Regions from separate parts of the Gossypium arboreum genome. Here region 1 is linked to region 2. A link is a contact called in public Hi-C data. All regions are on one chromosome and are shown on one strand. The core of a region is the stretch at or near the end of the contact, and the rest is flanking DNA. Distances in the headings are between cores, read along the strand shown.

The links. A called contact is a pair of places that touch in the nucleus more often than the background predicts.
Region 1: a Hi-C map of leaf shows a contact between it and region 2, with 3 times the contacts expected there. The contact joins the promoter of LOC108485839 here to the promoter of LOC108486632 in region 2. A contact is called at or near these places in 2 of 5 Hi-C or Micro-C datasets (both in leaf).

Annotation. Positions count from the first base shown.
Region 1 is chr3:49,888,449-49,892,173 of ASM2569848v2, reverse strand. It overlaps LOC108485839 (transcription factor PRE6-like), which reads left to right and starts at 2,259. Exons shown (of 2, transcript XM_017789687.2): 1 at 2,259-2,741; 2 at 3,054-3,439. The coding sequence starts at 2,616. The coding sequence ends at 3,209.
Region 2 is chr3:49,709,730-49,713,739 of ASM2569848v2, reverse strand. It overlaps LOC108486632 (sucrose transport protein SUC3-like), which reads left to right and starts at 1,952. Exons shown (of 14, transcript XM_017790782.2): 1 at 1,952-2,639; 2 at 3,316-3,381; 3 at 3,823-3,921. The coding sequence starts at 2,334.

The sequences.
Region 1 (3,725 bases), core at 1,010-3,509, 180 kb before region 2:
GGAGGCTACTAACTTAGCCACATGGCTGACCACACTCCTGTGTGTCTAGCCTGTGGTCGAAACTAACTTGGCCACATGGCTTAACACACGCCCTTGTGTGCTCTATTTCTTTTGGGCAATTCATTCTGCTATACTGCATTAAAAATGTCAATTACACTAAATATTTGCACTTCAAAACATTATTCTTGTTGAAATTAAAACTAAAATTATTAAGCTACAATATGATGATCACACTGCGGATATTCATCATCTTCTCTGTGGGTTTCAACGCTTAGATTGAACAAATCTCTTGGCTTTATTCCGATAACATGGAGCCATCCTTCACTCTTGCCATCCTCGACATAAAATACTTGTTTCGCTTGAGAAGCCAGTATGTATGGATCGTCCGAATCACGATTCCCTGTATGGATAAGCTCAGAAAATTTCACCATAATAAAACCATTTGCATCCTTCTTCATACTCCTAGGAGATTTAATATTCACCCAATCACATCTAAGCATGATAACCCAAAACCTTTCATAATAGTTTAGCTCGATAATTTCAATGCAATTGCCATAATAGTTTCTCCCGACAGCAAAAACCATCACACCACTATTTTGAGTTTTACGATGTTGCTCAAGTTTTTTAGTATGGACCCTAAAACCATTAATTATAAGCCCATCATATGTGGAAACCACCTTATGCGGTCCTCGAGCAAGAGCAATTACATCAAGATCAACTTGTTCAACTTCCATCTTTGGAATCTAACCATATAGTAGGAAATCAATTAGATCTTATTCTATGAACAAATTACTACAATGTTCCCTCATTACATAAATAATATGATAAATTATTTTAATAGTGACAATTTACCTGTTTCGCAAGCCATCTTGGGAACTTTTCAACCAACCATTTGTCCTCTGTGCGTTTACTAATTTGAATGCCACCATAAACAGCTCGGTAATCCGCAACAAATATTGGATTCCGATTTAAATAATGAATTCTCGGTACGTCAGTATCATCTCATACCATATCCCGCACAACACGCAAATAAACCTATTGGCATGCCAATTGTATGCATACGTTCCTTTAGGCACATTTAACACATTAATTCATTTCTTTACAATTCAATCCATTTCTCGCCTTTTTGTACCATTTTGTAACCAATTCAAAATGCAATCACAAGATTTAATTTCATAATTTAAACATATCCAATATATTTACAAACATAACTACACCATATGAACTTACCAAACCAAAACGACTATAAGTGCAATATTGAGGACTAATCCGTAATTTTTTGCTCGATTATCTACTAGCTAGTCCAAATTTTGATCTATACGGTAATTCATTTCAAATTATCAGTTTCAATTACCTTATAACATCTTATTCTATGCATATGACATTTTAATTTCACTTTTCACAAATTCACTAAAGTTTCATATTTTATTCAATTTAATCCCTAAAACCTAAACAATAATATCTTTCACATTTAAGCTCTGATTCCAATCTCATCCCTCTACAGCCCTCTAATACCTATATTTATAGAAATTTCATTCTAATTTTGAAATATTTACACTTTAGTTCTTTTTTACTAAAATAACAATATCAGTTTACAAATTAGTCATTGTACCTTAATTAACTCTCCAGTCGAAAAAATGAAAAGACCAAACTTTAATTAAACTTTATACTAACATCGTAAATATTATTACTCACTCGTCGGAAATGAAGTTCCGAAACCACTATTTCTGACACTACTGAAAAATAGATTGTTACAGGTACAATCTTTCTCGAGAAATCATGGCATCATCATCATTTAGCACAAATTCATTATTGTCAAAACTGAAACTCACACCACCCTTCTCGATCTTTGGTATCCAAAAGGATGTATCTGAATGATGCTTTATTCTCATCTTCTTGAGTCGCCTCTATTTCTAAAACGACCATGTCTTTATTCTTCTCCTTCTTCGTTGCTTTCTCTAGTTACATTAAAATAGGAGAACTTGGTCTTTGAAACTGGGAGACAGAGGATACATGTTGTGCCGTCCATTTCTTTTTATGTTCAATTTAAGATTTTAATAATTATTTATAGTTAATTATTGTTTAATTATATTTAAATAAAATTATTTATATTTATTTATAAATTATTTATTTTTATTCAATCATAATATATTATTTTATTATTAATTGATGGTAGATAAAACTCCAATAATAATCTTCCCTTTTCTTGAATCAAATGAATTCTTAAAACTTGTTTCCTCTTCTTCGGTGCATGCACACGAGAATGAGCGCACTTTTACATATATATATAAATAAATAAAAATTAAGATTTGGGAGTAGACTCGAACCCTATATAAAAAGCAGCATATCCCACTTCTGTCTTCAAAGCAAAGCATCATAACCTCTCTTCTCTTTGTTCTTGGTTAACTCATCTCTTTGCTCTTTTCTCAGCTTAAGTTCCAGGTCCTTTATGCATATATTATCGTATTCCCTTTTTTCTTAGGTTTTCTTCGGTGACAAATCCACACCCCATTTGTCAATTTAATCAAGAGTTTCAGATATCCTCACTTTCCTTAAGCCTTCATTCATTTAGTTTCTTGACACAAAAAATATAGTAGAAGTTATTTTAAAACACAATGTCAGGCAGAAGATCACGTTCCAAGCAGTCAAGTGTTTCCAGTATCACTGACAATCAGATCACCGATCTTGTTTCCAAGCTGCAACACCTTATCCCTGAACTTCGTCGAAGGCGATTCGACAAGGTATACCGACTACCACACCACTCTTTCTACTTTTTTCTAAATAAAATAAATAAATAAAAACACCCTTTCTTTTGTGAGGACTCCGTTCACTTTCGTAGATAAGTCATGCGCCTCATTTATTTTGATGTGGTGCCTTCTAGCAACAAGTTGAAGGTGTGGGACTCCATCTGTTCCTCATTTTTAGCACCTCATGTTTAGTTTACACATCACGCTCAAATATTATATCATCAAAACTTAATTTAATTTTATATTCCAACTTCAATAGAAAAAGAAAAGATCCATAATATATTTTTCTCTCTAATATCTCTTCAGGTATCAACTTCCAAGGTATTACAGGAGACTTGCAACTATATCAGAAGCTTACATAGAGAAGTGGAGGACCTAAGCGACCGGTTATCCCAGCTATTAGCTTCCACAGACGGCGATAGCGACCAAGCAGCCATTATAAGGAGTTTACTTATGCAATAAACACCCATTTTCATTCACCTTTGGTTTTACTATATTAAGTACTACACACCTTTTCCATATCTTAGGATTTCCGGTAGTAATGCAGAAGAGATAGGAAAAGGGTGAAACATGGAGTACCATGCATGTTTTATGATTCTTGTCATCAACAGACTCTGTAAATCATTCAAGTCTATCATTATATATTTTATAAAATAAAATATTTAAAAAAAAAGAGTTGAGAGTTGTGAAAATTGGGTCTTAAATTTTATGAGTTGATTTACAGCTGCAATTAAAAGCAAATATTATATTGTTGTATTAGAAGAAAATATTGGTTTACCGATGGTGGCGCTTCTCATGATTATGGGAATTGGCCAAGTTTCAAAGCATAAATGAAGGCTATGTAATGTTAGATTTGAGAAGTGGACCCCGAAAGGTCAGCCTCAAAGGCTGATGACAGTCGCTGACACGTGATTTGCCGCACACCAAATTCTGTTTGGATCCTATAACATTATTAGTAGTATTTTGCGATAGGTTCGG
Region 2 (4,010 bases), core at 703-3,202:
AAAGATGATGTGAACTTTTTATTGGCCTAATAACAATTTTAATCTTTTAATATTTACATATTTTATCAATTTTATCCTAGATTTAAATAATTCAATAAATTCTATAAAAGAAAAAAAAAACAACTAGAGCCTCCGTCACTCTTAGCAATACATACCTCCCGACCCTCTCGTCAACCGCCATGCATGATGCAACTCACCGTTCATTTTATTAAGATCATGCTTATATAAATTTCTTGGCTTGCGTTAATTGCTAGGCCTTGCAATCTCAATCCATCAAATTGGAGGCTTTCAGGCAATTTATAACTATTGGAAAGAAAATGTGTAGGGAACAAATGTCATATCTAGATGTTTTAAGGACTTGTACGAGATTCAGAATCTTTGTGAACGTAGAAGCCTGCTTGAGTTTTCATGTTGCTCTGAAGTATCTAAATAATTAACTAAAATTTGGCTTGCGAAGCATTGCTTACTCTGATATCAGCGGAGGAGGTGCCATTATTTTGCTGAAAATAATTTGGACTCTGCAGCCTGCATGTCCATACAAAATATGGCGTGTATTGCCAAGAGTAAGATAAGGGGGTAAATTCAGAATTTTTTTTAATAGCATTGAAATTAAATTATAAATTTTAAAAGGTTAAAATATAATTTTATTATTTATTAAATTTTTATTTTATTATTTTTGAAGGATTAAATGATTTTTTTTATTTTTAAAGAATTGAAATATAATTTTACTATATATTAACTTAAATTTTCATTATTTATAAATGGATTACATCGCATGATTTTCAATGTTTGGGAGGGTTCAAGTCCCCTGTCTTCCCCCCTTCCCCTTAAAATCGCCCCTCTTATTGTTTCTTAATAGAATTTAACTTTTTTAAATTTAGAATCAAATTGATAAAATGTGTAAATATTAAAAGGTTAAATTTATTATTAGAATAATAAAAAAATTCCACATCATCTTTGTGTTGATTGGCTAACGATAATTAATGGAAGAGTGACTAAAATATTTAATTTTAAAAAGTTAAGTGACCAAAAGTGAACAAAGTGTATATTTGAGTGACTATTATTGTGCTTTATCCTAGAATTTAAAGGGTAAAAGTATCGTAGTGGCCTTTGTACTAGGAGTCAATTGCATTTTGCTCCCTCCACTAAAAATAGCAGGCAAATTAGTTTTTGTATGTTAGATTAAAGAGCAAACTGGTCATTCTATTAAAAATTTCATCCAATTCTATTGTTAAAACTTGGCTTCTGTACGCCAGCATGAGGTGCACGTAGCATGCTATGTGTAATTGTTTGGTTATTTCGTCAATCACTTCAATTTTTAACAATAAACATTGATGAAATTTTTAACAAAAAAGGACCATTTTACTCTTTAATCTAATATACAAGGATTAATTTATCCATTTTTAAATAAATAGGGCAAAATATAATCTGACTGTTAATACAAGTGCTTTTGTAATACTTTTATCAATTTAAAAAGTATATAGGGTTTTTTTCATATATAAGGAAAGTAACGACTATTTTGAAACCACAATCAAATAAATATTTTTGTAAGTGTTTTTATGCTACACTCAAGGTCACTAAACTATTCGTAAGTTTATATTTTGGTTATTTAACTTTAAAAATTACAAAATGGTTATTGAGTTATAAATGAATACCCATCAATAAGTAAAAGAAATACTTTAAATTCAAGTCGATCTAACGACTAATGTCAAAAATAGAAAAAAAATTATTTTAATTTTGATTCGTAAATTTATAATATTTAAAATTATTTAATGAAAAGAATTGAATTATAAAAAAATGAAAAAAACTTTTGATTAATGTAATGATGCGCTATACAACAATTTTAATAAAATAATTTATTGACAAATTTTATAACTTTTTATTAAAATAAAAATTTACTAATAATTTAGTTAGCATGAGTAGTCTAGCATTCATTCTATTATATTTAATTTATAGTAACCTACTACGTAAACTTGACTCCAGCGTGCATCCGGCATTCACTCGTCGTCGGTGTGCTTTTTCCCTTGCTGAAGAAGAAAAGCATCCCTTCAATAAATGACAAAGTCCCTTAAAACCAACGGTCCTGATCACATCCTTTTTCTCCCACTTAATCAACGTCCCTTTCGCTTTTTCCTTTGATGGCAAACTTTTGTTTTCACAACCGACACATCACACAAATCAACATGGACCCTGCACCTAAACCTAAATATCATCTTGAAACACATTCATTCCTCAACTTTTAATTTTGATTGATTTTGTATTCATTTTTTTAATGCGAAGGTTTACTTTGAGTTAACACGTGAAGGATAATCAGAGACTGAGCCAAAGAGGTTATGGCGGGAATGAGTGACTCAGTGCCCATCAGGTTCCCCTACAGGAATTTAAACAAGGAATTGGAGGTTGAAATAACCGACGATCCTCATTTCCGGATCGATCTAAATTCCTCTCCGAACTCTCCTTCAGCTTCTTCTTCGTCGCCTTCCTCGAGGGTTCCCAATGGAAACGCTAACTTATCGTCGCCGATCCATGCCGGATCTAAGGATTTTAGCTTTATAACTCTGGTTCTTAGTTGTACGGTCGCCGCCGGGGTTCAGTTTGGTTGGGCTTTACAACTATCGCTATTGACTCCTTACATTCAGGTCTTTCCAATACTCTTTTTTTTTTCTTTAGTCTTGTAATTTATGTTAGTTTAAGTATTTTAATGAAAAATAGTAAGCTAGTGACCATGAATGTTTTGAAGTTTGAATTTGGTGCAATGTGTTTACATTTAATGACAATTTTTGTGTTATTGGGGGTTTATCTGTAGGAAATAGAAAAATAAAATCAGCGAGTGCACTTCTTGTTGGTATTATTGAATTGGTTAGATAGTAGATGCTACAATTCTTTTTTCATTATTGTTTAGTCATTAATTTACTTAGTTTTCATGTACTGCAGAAAGAATTATTGGTGTGGTTATAGGTAACGAAAGAGAGATCATGGCGTTGAGAGGCAGATTTTCTTTTATTATCATTTTCTAGAAATTTTTCTTATAATTTGTAGAAATACTTATCATCTTTAACAATATAAATTAAAACGTACTAGTTAGAGAAAAGAATGTTAGTCATTTTTGAAGAATAATTTGCATTTAAAATAATTCTCAAAATATTTTGTCTACTTCTTGCTTATGTAATACTCTCTTTATTTATTTAAAAGAATGTTATAGTCATTTTTGAAGAATAATACTCTCTTTATTTATTATTATTTTTAGCCTTGGCTGTATTTCTTTTCAACGCTCTGAGCTTCTCTGATTACTGTATATTTTGTTGATTCATGCAGACACTTGGAATAGAGCATGCTTTTTCTTCATTTATTTGGCTTTGTGGTCCGATAACTGGTCTTGTGGTAGGTGATGGGAAACCATATTGCTGTATTTTTCTATATTATTGCCCTCTCTTTATTTTTGAGTCCTAATGGGTGTAACATGATATTTTAATGTGGTTATTTGATAGATCTGCTGTAATAGCTTGTGCTGCATTTTGAACTAACTCCTAAATAGTTGGGGCTACCTTTCATGTAGAAGGTAGAGATGGGGGTACCCTAGAACATTTATTTGTTTGATTGCATAATAGAGAATTTCTTTGCTTATTCAATTTTCCATTCTCTCTCTCTCCCCCAAGGTATGTCTGTGCAAATTAGGAAGCAGGTTACCTTTGTGTTTAATGCCTATTTTTTTTAAATGTGTTGGCACATGATAAATGCAAATGACTAGAGTTAAACAAAATCAGAATAAATAATACCTATCTACATTTATGATTTATAGAATTGTTTGCATTTTGATCTTAGGTTCAACCTTGTGTTGGTATTTGGAGTGATAAATGCACTTCCAAATATGGTAGAAGGCGGCCTTTTATCCTTGCTGGAGCGCTCATGATCTCTCTTGCTGTAAGCACCGAAGATGATTGTTTTCCTTTTATGCTATGTTTACGTTTATATATATATATATATATATATATATATTCTAAACTAAGGTT